Linked DNA regions of Macaca mulatta: all the other regions are linked to region 3. The links are chromatin contacts, called in public Hi-C maps. All regions are on one chromosome and are shown on one strand. The core of a region is the stretch at or near the end of the contact, and the rest is flanking DNA. Distances in the headings are between cores, read along the strand shown. Region 1 overlaps CHN2 (chimerin 2). Region 2 overlaps CHN2 (chimerin 2). Region 3 holds the start of CHN2 (chimerin 2).

Region 1 (3,820 bases), core at 1-2,500, 200 kb after region 3:
TGAGACAGAGTCTTGCCCTGTCACCCAAGCTGGAGTGCAGTGGCGCGGTCTTGGTTCACTGCAAGCTCCGCCTCCTGGGTTCACACCATTCTCCTGCCTCAGCCTCCCGAGTAGCTGGGACTACATGTGCCTACCACTACGCCTGGCTAATTTTTTATATTTTTAGTAGAGACGGGGTTTCATCGTGTTAGCCAGGATGGTCTTGAGCTCCTGACCTTGTGATCCACCCGCCTCGGTCTCCCAAAGTGCTGGGATTACAGGCATGAGCCACCGCGCCCGGCCTCCTTTTACCATTTTTAAGTAAAATTCAGCGGCATTAAGTACATTCTCAATGTTGTGCAAACATCTCCATATCCATTTCCAGAACTTTCTCATCATCCCAAACAGAAATCCGCTACCATAAACAATTACCCTCCCTACTCCTTACTTGGTATCTTCACTTGTTTCTGAAGTACCAGCAGTCTATCAGAGGTTGTATACATTTCCTCAGTCACAGATGCTATCAGTAGGTGTGGACACTGGGACTCTGAGTATGGTCACACAGTAAACTGGAGAACCATCTGGAAAGCTAGTGTTTCTACAGCCACTTCTGCCTGCACCATCTAGCTGGCCGAGGCCACAGCATCTCTGCCTCAGCTCCCAGCAGCCCATGTTGAAGGAAAGGCTTCTTCACCTGGCCTTGCACGTGCAGACCTCAAAAGACCTGCATTTGCTCATGGGGTTCTCTCAGGGATCACCTTGTTGATCCCAGGAACCTGTCGTGAGGGCAGTCATGACCCTTCAGGCCAACGAGCCAGTAGAACAGGCTCTACTGAGCCTTTACCACAAAATCACAACTATTAAACATCACAGCACAGGAAAGACAGCACATTTATGGCACTTTTCAAACCTTGATCAAATATTTTCTGTCATTTGATCCTCGCCGCAGCCCTGTACGTTTTGGGGAAGGTATCCAATTTCAGAACTGAATTGTCTTTCAAAAGTTCGTTTGTGAACTCTTCGGAATTGGAAAACCCTCTCTCCATAGAGGGAATGGTGTCCGTGGGAGCCCTTCCCAGGCCCACAATGGTGTGTTCCATGCACCATCTCCCTATTATGGCTGTGCAGTGACACTTTCCAAGTTGCAATATGTCTACAACGTATCTTAAATAATGTAATTATGAGGATGAACTTAAAAAGCTATTATATCAGGCGCTGTAGGTGTGCCTATCTTCCCAGCGCTTCAGTAGCAGAAGCTGGCAGTTCTAGTGGGAAGTCAAGCAGGGGCTGTAGATGGAAGGCCAGGGCTCAGAGAGGAGGGAACCTATAGATTAGATTGTGGGGATGCTGGCAATGGCTCCAGCAGGGAGTTTAGCACACCTTATTGCTTCCCTTCTGTTGCACCAACTAGGGTGGAAGGCATGGGGTGCTCTGCTGGAGGTGGCAAAGATGCGATAATAAAGGGGCATCAGGACAAGGGGCAGGGCATCCCTTGCAGAGTAATTGCCAGGTATAGAGGAGAGCTGGTTCCCATTAAGTAAGTTTATAAGTAACATAGTTGTAAATCAGGCATTACCCTCTGACTTTTACAAATGAGAAGGATACTGACAATGACCTTAGTGATTTCTAGGATCAAACGACTCCATGTGACGGCCTGGGGTTAAGCCCCACCTCTGCCTTGTTCCAGGCATCTAAACTCAAGCAGGAACCGCCATCTCTTCAAGTGTCAGTTGCCTTTGCGGTAAAACAGGCATAACCGTTATACCATCTCAAAGGGTCTCTATGATCATTAGGGGGAAAAAATAATCACATCAAATGCTTAGCCCTATGCCTGGGCTACACTAAGTATTCAAAAAACGTTAGCTGCTGTTATTATCATTCCACACTGTGCTTATTTCTAACGTGGTTGTAATCCCTCATTCTGTCATGGGCAGGTTTGGAAACCAGACCTTAAACTACAGGCTCTTCCACGACGGGAAACACTTTGTGGGCGAGAAGAGGTTTGAGTCGATTCACGATCTGGTGACAGATGGCTTGATAACACTGTACATAGAAACAAAAGCTGCCGAGTACATTTCAAAAATGACAACTAACCCCATCTACGAACACATTGGATATGCCACCCTACTCAGAGAAAAAGTATCCAGAAAGCTGAGCAAGTCTAAAAACGAACCAAGAAAAACAAACGTCACACACGAAGAACACACGGCAGTGGACAAGGTGAGCTATGTGTGATGGAAACAGCCCTTCTCGTTTTAGTCCATGCCGAGTCAACAGGCGGGTTAACTATAGGTGCGATTTGCTGGAATGTTGGAGGAGAGCCACCCTCACCCAAAGAAGTCTAGAATGTTAGTGCCAAAGGGACCTTAGAAATCTAGTTCAGGCTGGGCGCGGCGGCTCACGCCTGTAATCCCAGCACTTTGGGAGGCCGAGACGGGCAGATCACGAGGTCAGGAGATCGAGACCATCCTGGCTAACACGGTGAAACCCCATCTCTACTAAAAATACAAAAAATTAGCCGGGCGTGGTGGCGGGTGCCTGTAGTCCCAGCTACTCGGGAGGCTGAGGCAGGAGAATGATGTGAACTCGGGAGGCAGAGCTTGCAGTGAACAAGATCGCGCCACTGCACTCCAACCTGGGTGTCAGAGCGAGACTCCGTCTCAAAAATAAATAAATAAATAAAAAATCTTCTAGCCCAGGCCCCTCATTTTACAGGTGAAGCCCAGAAATGTTTGATGATTTGTTCAAATTCATACAGTCAGACCTAGGACTTCTACCAAGTCATTTGTGGGTTTATTTGGAGTTTGAAAGAAAAAAAACCCAAAAACCTCCATTAGCGTGTTATGATGAAACACGGTTTCAGTTGCCATTTGAGGTGTCACTGGCTCCATCTGTAGTTCCACCCAGCCTGCCAAATATGTGATATTTGTATTTGCTTCTCTTAGGACTGGGTGACTGCCCATGATCCACAGGTCAGGTCTCTTGAAGGTGGTCTTACTTAGATAACAGGTTTCACTGACAGATATGGGAGCATTTCACTGACAGATATGGGAACGCGGCTATCTCTAGGAAGCTTAGAAAGACAGGCTGTCCTTTGCCCCAGACAAAGTTATTATGCCTCACCAAGGATTTAAAAAACTCCTAAGTGGGCACATATGCAGGCGGGGGTGGATTGTGGCAGGAGGTGGCCGGGGAGATCTGATTTTCCTCTCCAGTAAGTTACTGTGTGTTTGAAAGGCACCACCAGAGTTTGCTAGCAGATTTTTTGGGATGTGCCCCTTGAGGGACCATCTGCTTTGCCTGGTCCTATCCGTTTCCTACTGAAGGAAAGTGATAGCCAGCCACGCCAGTCAGCCCCTGCAGAGTCGGTGCTGAGCCCGGCTTCTCAGGCACACTAGGGCTGGGACACATAGAAATAAGCCGATAGGAGGTACAGCCCGGCCACACTGCTCCTTCCAGTGGTCGCTAATCCTAGTTAAACCGGAACGGGCCTCCTGTCGTCCAGTGTCAATGGGAAGCAAAGGAGCCTCGAGCTGACGGACTTGGGACTGGCATTGGCAGAGGGGCTTCATCAGAAAGCCCTGAGAGGGAGGAGGGCGGGGTGGCACCGTGGTCCCGTTGGCGCAGACAGGGATGATCTCAGTTGATTTGCTGATTGAGCTTCAGATCCTAGGAGAACCTTCCACAGAATCACATCAGTGCAGCAGCTGGGCCAGTGAAAATATAATTTGCCATTTTCTTTTTATAACCCAGTGTCTCCAAAGCACCTGTTTATTATTTTCCAAATAATTGCTTTGGGAAATTGTGGGGTTTCTGATTGTTTACATGTTAACAAAAGAGA
Region 2 (3,946 bases), core at 511-3,010, 130 kb after region 3:
GGGTCGAGAGAACTAAGAGTCTGAAGCATCTGGGAGTGGCCAAGAGTGGGAAGCCATTCCCAACCCCAGGCCTGGAGGGGCAACAAGAGGAAATCGTGTTACTGGATCCTGGGGACAGCTAGAGCCACAGAAGAGGAACTGGGACAGTGGTGGCCGTGTGGGGTCAAGTCTGCTGTCTGAACTGCAGCACTGGAGCAGGGAGAGAGCAGTACCTCCAGCATCAGTCCCGCCATCCCCTCTTTCCTGCCCCTGCCTTCCATTGACTGAACCCAACCTGAAGCCAGAGGAAACGGAACTGAAGTAGTGCAGTTGGTAGAGGTCAACACCCTGGCATGGAAGAGACCCCTGGGAGAAGCAGACACCACCCCTGTTGGAGAATCAGTTCTTCCCTTCAAAATCGGGAGATTACGAACAGTGATTTTTCACTGGATTGACTGGGAGAGGGAGGGAGTGCAGGGGGTGGTCAAAAGAAGAGAAGTGCAATGTTCCCCTAAGAAATACAATTTGGGGCTGGGTGTGGTGGCTCACACCTGGAATCCCAGCACTTTGGGAGGTCGACGTGGATAGATCATGAGGTCAGGAGTTTAAGACCATGGTGAAACCCCGTCACTACTAAAAATACAAAAAGCCGGGCGTGGTGGCACATGCCTGTAATCCTAGCTACTCAGGAGGCTGAGGCAGGAGAATTGTTTGAATCTAGGAGGCAAAGATCGCGCCATGAGGCAAAGATTGCGCCGTGAGCCGAGATGGTGCCATGGCACTCCAGCCTGGGCGACAGAGCGAGACTCTGTCTTAAAAAAAAAAAAATGAAATACAATTTGGGTGAGTATTTGGCTTGTGTGATCTGAAAGAAAAAGACCAATATTCTAATATGATTTACATCCATCCAAAGGAGAAAATAAACAGCCTCCTGGAGCCGTGGTTGAGAACTCCCGCAGTGGCGCGAGACTGTCCAAGCTCCACCCAAGCTTGGCCCCTTACCAGCTGGGCTTTCTGGGGAAATTTTCTCTCTGAAGCTCTGTTTGCTCTTCTTTAAAGTAGGGAATAGGATCGTGCCTACCCTGTGGGGTTCTTGGGAGGCTGAAATGAAAATATAATTGCAAAGTGCTTAGCCTGGAACGGAGCACTCTAAATACAGCTGCTAGCTGCTAATATAGACGATCCCGGACTAATCATGGTTCGACTTACAGTTTTTGACTCTATGAGGATGCAAAAGCGGAATGCATTCAGTAGGAACCATACTATGAATTTTGAATTTTGATCTTTTCCCGGGCTGGTGATATGCCCTAAAACGCTCTCTTGCAATGCTGGGCAGTGGCAGTAAGCCACAGTTCCCCGTCAGCCACACAATCTCCAGGGTAAACAGCCCATCCTCCACAGTGTACTGTGTTGCCAAGTGATTTTTGGATAGTATATTTTATGTTTTCACATCCCATCATGTCTACAAAATGTCCATCTGTGTAAAGAATTCAATACTTTATTATAAAATAGGCTTTGTGTGAGATGATTTTGCCCCACTGTAGGCTAATGTAAGTGCTCTGAGCATGTTTAAGACAAGCTAAATGGTGTTTGGTAGGTTAGATTTACTAAATGCATTTTTGACTGATGATATACTCAATATGTGGACATAACCCCGTCATAAGTTGAGGAGCATCTGTACACTACAGAGACGAATGCTCGATCATGGCTTGGGATCCTGTCTAGGAAGACATCCTTCTCTCAGCACAGGGAGTCAGAAAGGAGGTGAGGATAAGGGCATGGGGTATTCATGTTCCTTCAAAGGAAACATGGGCTGCATTGAGCTGAGAAGCACCCACCGTCTCTCCCTTCTCACAGCTCAGGGAGAGGCATTCTTCTGTCTCTGACAGTGGTAGTCTGTGGAGCAGGGAAGTAGGAAGTAGAGAGTAAGTGAAGGATGCTGGGTTTCCAGCAGAACAGAGCTGGGCTGGGGTGTGCAGAGCAGCATGGGAACAGGGGAGGCACATCCTGGTTCTGCATCCCATCCTCCATGGCTGTCCCACACCGGGTGTCAGTGGAGGACTACGCCACCATACTCTGACCCGCCCTTTTCTGAGCCCACAGCCGCTAGAGCTTCATGCCGGGGCTGCTATTGAAAGGTGTCTCAGAGCCCTGCTCAGAGTCTTATTCTCAGAAAATGACCATGTTTTGGAGAGGAGATGACACAGTGAGTGGGAGAGGCACATGCAGCTAAGAGCATTTCAGGAAGAAATTGGGGTCTCTTGAGGAAAAAGGATCCAAAAAAGAACTACAGATGAAATTGATTGCTTTAAGTGAGCCCATTCTATTTGTATAGTTTTAAAAATAAAAACTGGAAGCAGGTTGTATGAACATAATGTGCTAGCAGACTTGGGAATTAGGGGCAGAATGCTGCTCTAAATTCAGGAAATCATGGCACGGTTTCATATTGAACATGGTCTATTCCTACCACTAGCGCTTTCCTGGCTGATTTCTTCTCCAGCTGGAGACTTCTTTCTGGTTTTCCAATTCATGCTCCACCCTCACCCCAACCCACCCATAAACCAGTGACTGAGGGAAGCAGTATCTTTCATAGTGGTGAGTTCTGGATTTTCAGCAGTAATGGCTGAGAGTCAGGGACAAGATGAATGTGTGTGAGCTGGTGAGAAAAGGGTAAATCATGATAGAAAACGTGCAGTGCTGGGTGCATGGAGTCCTGCAGTTCTGGACATTTTGAAGACTACCTGGCTTTTGACAATCAATGGATTTGACCACCTTGCTGTAAGAAAAGATTAAATACATCTCAAAAGCCAAGTGATAAAATGATAAATTTAATTTACTTTCTTTTCTTTTTTTTGTTTTTTTGTTTTTTTTGAGACTGAGTCTCCCTCCATTGCCCAGGCTGGAGCGCAGTGGCGTGATCTCGGCTCACTGCAACCTCTGCCTCCCGTTTCAAGAGATTCTCCTGCCTCAGCCTCCTGAGTAGCTGGGATTACAGGCACTCACCACCACACTGGGCTAATGTTTGTATTTTTAGTAAAGACAGGGTTTCTCCATGTTGGCCAGGCTGATCTCAAACTTCTGACCTCAAGTGATCCATCTGCCTTGGCCTCCCAAAGTGCTGGGAGCCTAAATTCAATTTCATAGTGACTATTTTACCCCACATGATGAGTGTAGAAAATGTTGGCATATCAAGTCATGGCAATTTGACATCACAAAACCACAAAGATGAAAAATTAGAAACATTCTTAATGTAATTCTGTGTGGAATTCTATGGTTTTAGAAGTTGCAGCCAGGCACGGTAATCCCAGCAATTTGGAAGCCCAAGGTAGGTGGATCGCTTGAGCCTAGGAGTTCAAGAGAAGCCTGGGCAACATGGTAAGACCCCATCTCTACAAAGAGTTCTAAAAATTAGCCAGGTGTGGTGGTGTGTACCTGTGGTTCTAGCTACTCAGGCGGCTGAAGTCTGAGAATCACTTGAGCTCAGGAGTTCAAGGCTGCAGTGAGCTGTGATTGCACCACTGCACTCCAGCCTGGGCAACAGAGCCAGACCTTGTCTCAAACAACAACAACAACAACAACAACAAAAGGAAGTTTCATGCTTGTCGTGACTCTGTCCCCTAAGTGTAAAGGCTAGGGTCAAAGGACTAGAGTGGAGTGGGAAGGCCAAATGCAGAAATACCCCTCCATGTGTGGACAGGAAGATGTGCAGGAGTGTATTTGTATACTTGGTGTTTGCATTGTTTCTAAGACATTATTGACACCTGGAATGATTCATTTCCTAAGTGTTGAGAGGTAAGTTATCTTAATCAGTGGATACTTTTTGAATAGGTTGAATATAATAGCTTTAAAAATATTGGTGACATAAAAGGCATCTAAAATGGTCAGTAAACATTTCAGTGGTAGTCAAGAACGGAGCATGCCTTCTTTCTGGAGCCATCTATTTCATGTAGTGGTGCTTACAGGAGTG
Region 3 (3,965 bases), core at 1,353-3,852:
TGGCCCCAGGATCCAGGAAAACATGAGTCTCAGCTTTTTTCTACTTCTGTACAGCACAGGGTGGCCTTCAGGTGGTGCCTTCACAGCAAATACTCCCCTGTCCCTTCGTCTGTCAATTTAGGACAATAAAAATAATCTGCCTCACAGAGTCATGCTTTACTTTCTCCAGTTAAAACTCTATGAAGGCAAATATGAGTATCCAAACTGCAGAAACAGAATCTGTTGTCCTTTTGTGAAATTTCGAGATGAATAATGAAACCTGCTACCCTATTGCACAATTTGGGACAAGAAATATAAGCTATAGGTTGAAGATAAGACATTTCCCCCTAGTAGAACAGGTCGCAGTTGATTAGTTATCTCCAGATGCAATGAAGAAAGCAAAAATTGTTCAAACTATACATTCCTTTCTTAAAGTGAGCAACTTACAATCACTTTGGAACACAAACGTCATGCCAGGTACACTGCAGCTTTCCACATAGCGTCTTATTTAATCTTCACAGCATCCTGTGTTATCAGATTTTTGAGGAAGGTGAAGAAACTGAGGCTCAGTAGGTCTAAGTAATTTGCTCAAGGTTGCAGCTAAGTAACAGAGCCAGAGTTTGAACCCAGTTGTCTTCGAAGCCCAGATGGTAACAATTCGACCAGGCAACATAGCCAAGTCAGATAGTCCACCATCTAAAGACCTGGAGGGATACATAAATTACTAGTCAAACAAGTAAGTGCTGTTTTCTACTAGAAGAACTCTGGGGAAACAGTAAGTTCCTTCTGATCTAATCCACAAGCCAAGTGTGTGATGGGTCACGTGTCCCTGAAGCCTCCAGATTAGGAAATGCATGATTTCATGCAGTCCACAAAATAAAGAAGGATAGTGGTAGGGGGCTGGGAAAGCGGGGGTGCTTGGGTCTCCTTAGACCAGCCAGGGCTGTTTCAAGGTCCATACAGTTGAGGGTCAGGAAGACACAGTCCGACATGACTGAAGAGTGCTGACACGCCTTTAACAGTTTAGCAAGCTGTATTTTTAAAAAAATGGACCTTAATGGGAAGACACACTGGGATAGCATCCTGGAGGGACTTTTTTTTTTTTTTTTAAGTTCTAATCAACTAGAAAATGTGACGTGGGTGCGTACTGTGATTATTTAACATTCATTATTCACTGTATGTTAGGTGCTTGGTTGATGTGAATCCCCAGGGCCTAGCTGCTGTTCTGTGTCACTCCTGATAATTTTTAAATTGACTATGTTCTTTTAACCATGTTTAAAAAAGTTGAACTACCCCAATGTGAACACTTTCCATTTTTGCTATATAATGAGAGTATTTTCATTCCTTTAATGCTTGCTTTTCCCTTTGATCTAACAATTTCTCTTCAAATTTCACAGTTTTCTGTTGCTTTAGGATTGAAAGAACAGATTAGCCCGCTGGGAGCGTGAAACAGATTTAAAAAAAATCTGCATGATATTTCCTCCCAGTGAAATTAATTTAGGTTTAAATACAGGGGGAAGGGGCACACCTTGTCCTCGAGTCTCTTTCTGTCACACACCTGAGCATTTCCTATCCTGAAAGGGCACAGTCGGACTTGCTGCTAAGTCAAGTCTTTTGTGAGAATCTTTTTTGCAAGGCACAGTAGGAGAACCTTTTTCTCTTTGACACCCGGCTTTGTGTGGGCCTGATGACACGTTTGGACGGCTCTATTTCTTTGAAGGCCAACCTCAGAGGCCCATGGACGCGTCGGGCGCTGTCCGTGGCTGGGTTACTTAAGTGTAGCTGGGTTGGCTTCCCGGGTGTTTTAGGAAACGCACCTTCTTGCAGGGCAGGGGCCGTCAGTTCCAGAGCAACAAAGGATAATTTGGAGGGGAGTGGAAGGAGCGCTCCACAGTGGCTCTGTCATCCCAGGTTCCCTTCTGCCTAGCACCGTGGCCCTAGTGATCCCGCCTTCGCCCTCTGGATCCCCCACCCCCACTGTCTCGCTGCTCCAGAGCCCAGCGGGGCGCGGCGAGCCCCACCACCTTCCCCCACACCCTCCCTCCCCATCCCCTTCAAACCCTACGAGCAGCGCTGCGCGCCGCAGCCGCGCTCGCCCCGCGCCCCGCGCCGGCCTCCCCAGCACCCCGGGGACCCGGTCCCCGGTCTCGCCTCCCCGTGTCCAGCAGTTCACAGCCTCCCCCTCCAGCCCCACTGGCGGGAGCTGTCAAGCCCGCGGTAGCCGAACCAGCCCCCGTGCGCCCGCGTCTCCTCTCCTTCCTTTGTGTGTGCGCGAGCGGAGTTGGGGCGGAGGGAGAGGGGGAGGTCGCTCTGTCTGTCCGTCTCCCGCCGCCTCTGCCCGGGCTACTCGAAGTGCGGCCGGAGAGGCGGGAGCCCAGGAGAGGGTGCGGGAGCTGGCGGGGCGGCTCGGGGCCGCCGGGACGCCCTGGTCCTAGTCGCGCACAGGGTAGCGCGGCCGGCAGAGGGGCTCGGCGGGAGCCGAGATCCGCCCGTCCCGGCCGCCCCTCGGCCTCCCTCTGCTCCCACCTACCCCCTGACACCCGGAGAAAAGCGTGCAAACGCGCGGAGCGGGACGGAAACCACAAATAAATAGCGGCGGCGGCAGCGCGTCATCTGGTGGAGCAGGAAGTGCAGGCAGAGTCCGGAGGCTGGTGCTTTCTGCGCGTCCCCAGGACTTTGCCATGGGCTGGGGGCCGCGGAGGCTGCGAGCGGCCGGGCGAGGGCAGCGGCTGCGGCGCCCGCACCGGGGCTGAGCGAGCAGCGACGCGAGGGGCGCGCGGAGATGGCAGCGTCCAGCAACTCCAGCCTGTCCGGCTCTTCGGTGTCCTCCGGTGAGTTTCAGCCCGTCGGGCGCGGCTGCCGCGCCGGGTCTCGCCCCCTGCCCTCGCTCCGCACCCTGGGATGGACAGAGCCTACCTGTGGCCGTCCCGCCCGCTCTCTTGGAGTGGGGGCAGGCGTCTGGGGTGACACTTGTTTGGTTCGCTAGCACCTCGGTGCCCAGAGCACCTCCGCGCCTGACATCTGACAGCGCAGAGGTGGGAGAGCGGTGGTGCCCTTAGTGTGCGGACGCGGGTGTTCTCGGGCTTGGGGTGCAGCGGGCGAAAAGCGAAAGGAGCGGGCAGGCTCGCACTTTCTGGCGCAGCTGGAGCGGGGGCTGGCGGGGCGGAGAAGGTTGGGGTCAAGCTGAGCGCCCCGACCTGTTTGCCGTGCCTCGTCCGCTACCCTGGACACCCAAATCCGGAGCAGAGGGGAGCAAACCCTCGTTCCTCGCAGACTTGATTTTCTTTGTTTGTTTCAGAAATTAGCTCTGTGGAGACACTCGCTTGGGCATGGGTTTGAGACAGCAGCGATGAAGGGATGTGTCTTTCTGATCCTGATTGAAGTGGGTTAGGGGAAGGGAGGTCGAGCCCAGCCTCTGACTCTTGGCATATTTACAAGTTGTGTGTGTGTGTGTGTGTGTGTGTGTGTGTGTGTGTGAGAGAGAGAGAGAGAGAGAGAGAGAGAGAGACAGAGAGAGAGAGAGAGAGAGAGAGAGAGAGAGAGACTCCTTAGACATTTTCTAATAATACTGTCTGTAATTTCACCAGCAAGGCATACATTTTTTTATTCCTTTTAAGTAAGGTTGAGCAAAGGGAAGGCTTCTTTCAGCTTTTCTATGGTTGATCCTCGGGTCTAATTGAAGAGGAAAAAATTGCTAATGAATCTGAAGGAGTAGGAATCAATAGAAGCAGACCCACTGGTTTCTGAGTATGACAGGTTTCTAATCAGAATGATGCATTAGATAGAATTCCTCTACCTCTCTGGTCATTGAAAACTTTAATGACAAACCCAAAAGGACAGCTGATAAGACATTTAGTGTAGTATACGGTATTTAAGGGTCAAGAAGGTCATGAAGTCCTAATGGAAGTGTTCAATATATTAATATTGTATTAAGTCCCATTGGGCTGTTTTTATTATTATTCACAAATTAAACTCAAAGGAATAAA

What was found. Hi-C and Micro-C count contacts between places; a contact is called where the count stands out from the background.
Region 1: a Hi-C map of fetal cortical plate shows a contact between it and region 3, with 3 times the contacts expected there. The contact joins the enhancer-like site here to the promoter of CHN2 in region 3. A contact is called at or near these places in 6 of 14 Hi-C or Micro-C datasets (CD4 T cells, cortical neurons, fetal cortex germinal zone and 3 more).
Region 2: a contact with region 3 is called in a Hi-C map of fetal cortical plate, with 3 times the contacts expected there. The contact joins the enhancer-like site here to the promoter of CHN2 in region 3. A contact is called at or near these places in 5 of 14 Hi-C or Micro-C datasets (CD4 T cells, cortical neurons, fetal cortical plate and 2 more).

The regions. Positions count from the first base shown.
Region 1 is chr3:98,950,426-98,954,245 of T2T-MMU8v2.0, reverse strand. CHN2 (chimerin 2) reads left to right here. Exons shown (of 13, transcript NM_001261577.1): 6 at 1,914-2,199. Among named protein-coding and RNA genes, the nearest start is that of PRR15, 160 kb to the right of the region's middle. Within about 2 kb of position 1,250, at least 3 of the 40 cell types and tissues checked have an H3K27ac peak or open chromatin away from gene starts, as enhancers often do. A contact at or near this core is called in fetal cortical plate, where this site is marked.
Region 2 is chr3:99,016,940-99,020,885 of T2T-MMU8v2.0, reverse strand. All of the region lies in intron 1 of CHN2 (chimerin 2), which reads left to right. LOC144339879 (a long non-coding RNA gene) reads right to left here. Exons shown (of 2, transcript XR_013415422.1): 2 at 3,480-3,946. Among named protein-coding and RNA genes, the nearest start is that of CPVL, 120 kb to the left of the region's middle. Within about 2 kb of position 1,760, at least 9 of the 40 cell types and tissues checked have an H3K27ac peak or open chromatin away from gene starts, as enhancers often do. A contact at or near this core is called in fetal cortical plate, where this site is marked.
Region 3 is chr3:99,151,820-99,155,784 of T2T-MMU8v2.0, reverse strand. It overlaps CHN2 (chimerin 2), which reads left to right and starts at 2,602. Exons shown (of 13, transcript NM_001261577.1): 1 at 2,602-2,810. The coding sequence starts at 2,762. It overlaps CPVL (carboxypeptidase vitellogenic like), which reads right to left. Exons shown (of 15, transcript XM_028845911.2): 1 at 2,896-3,965.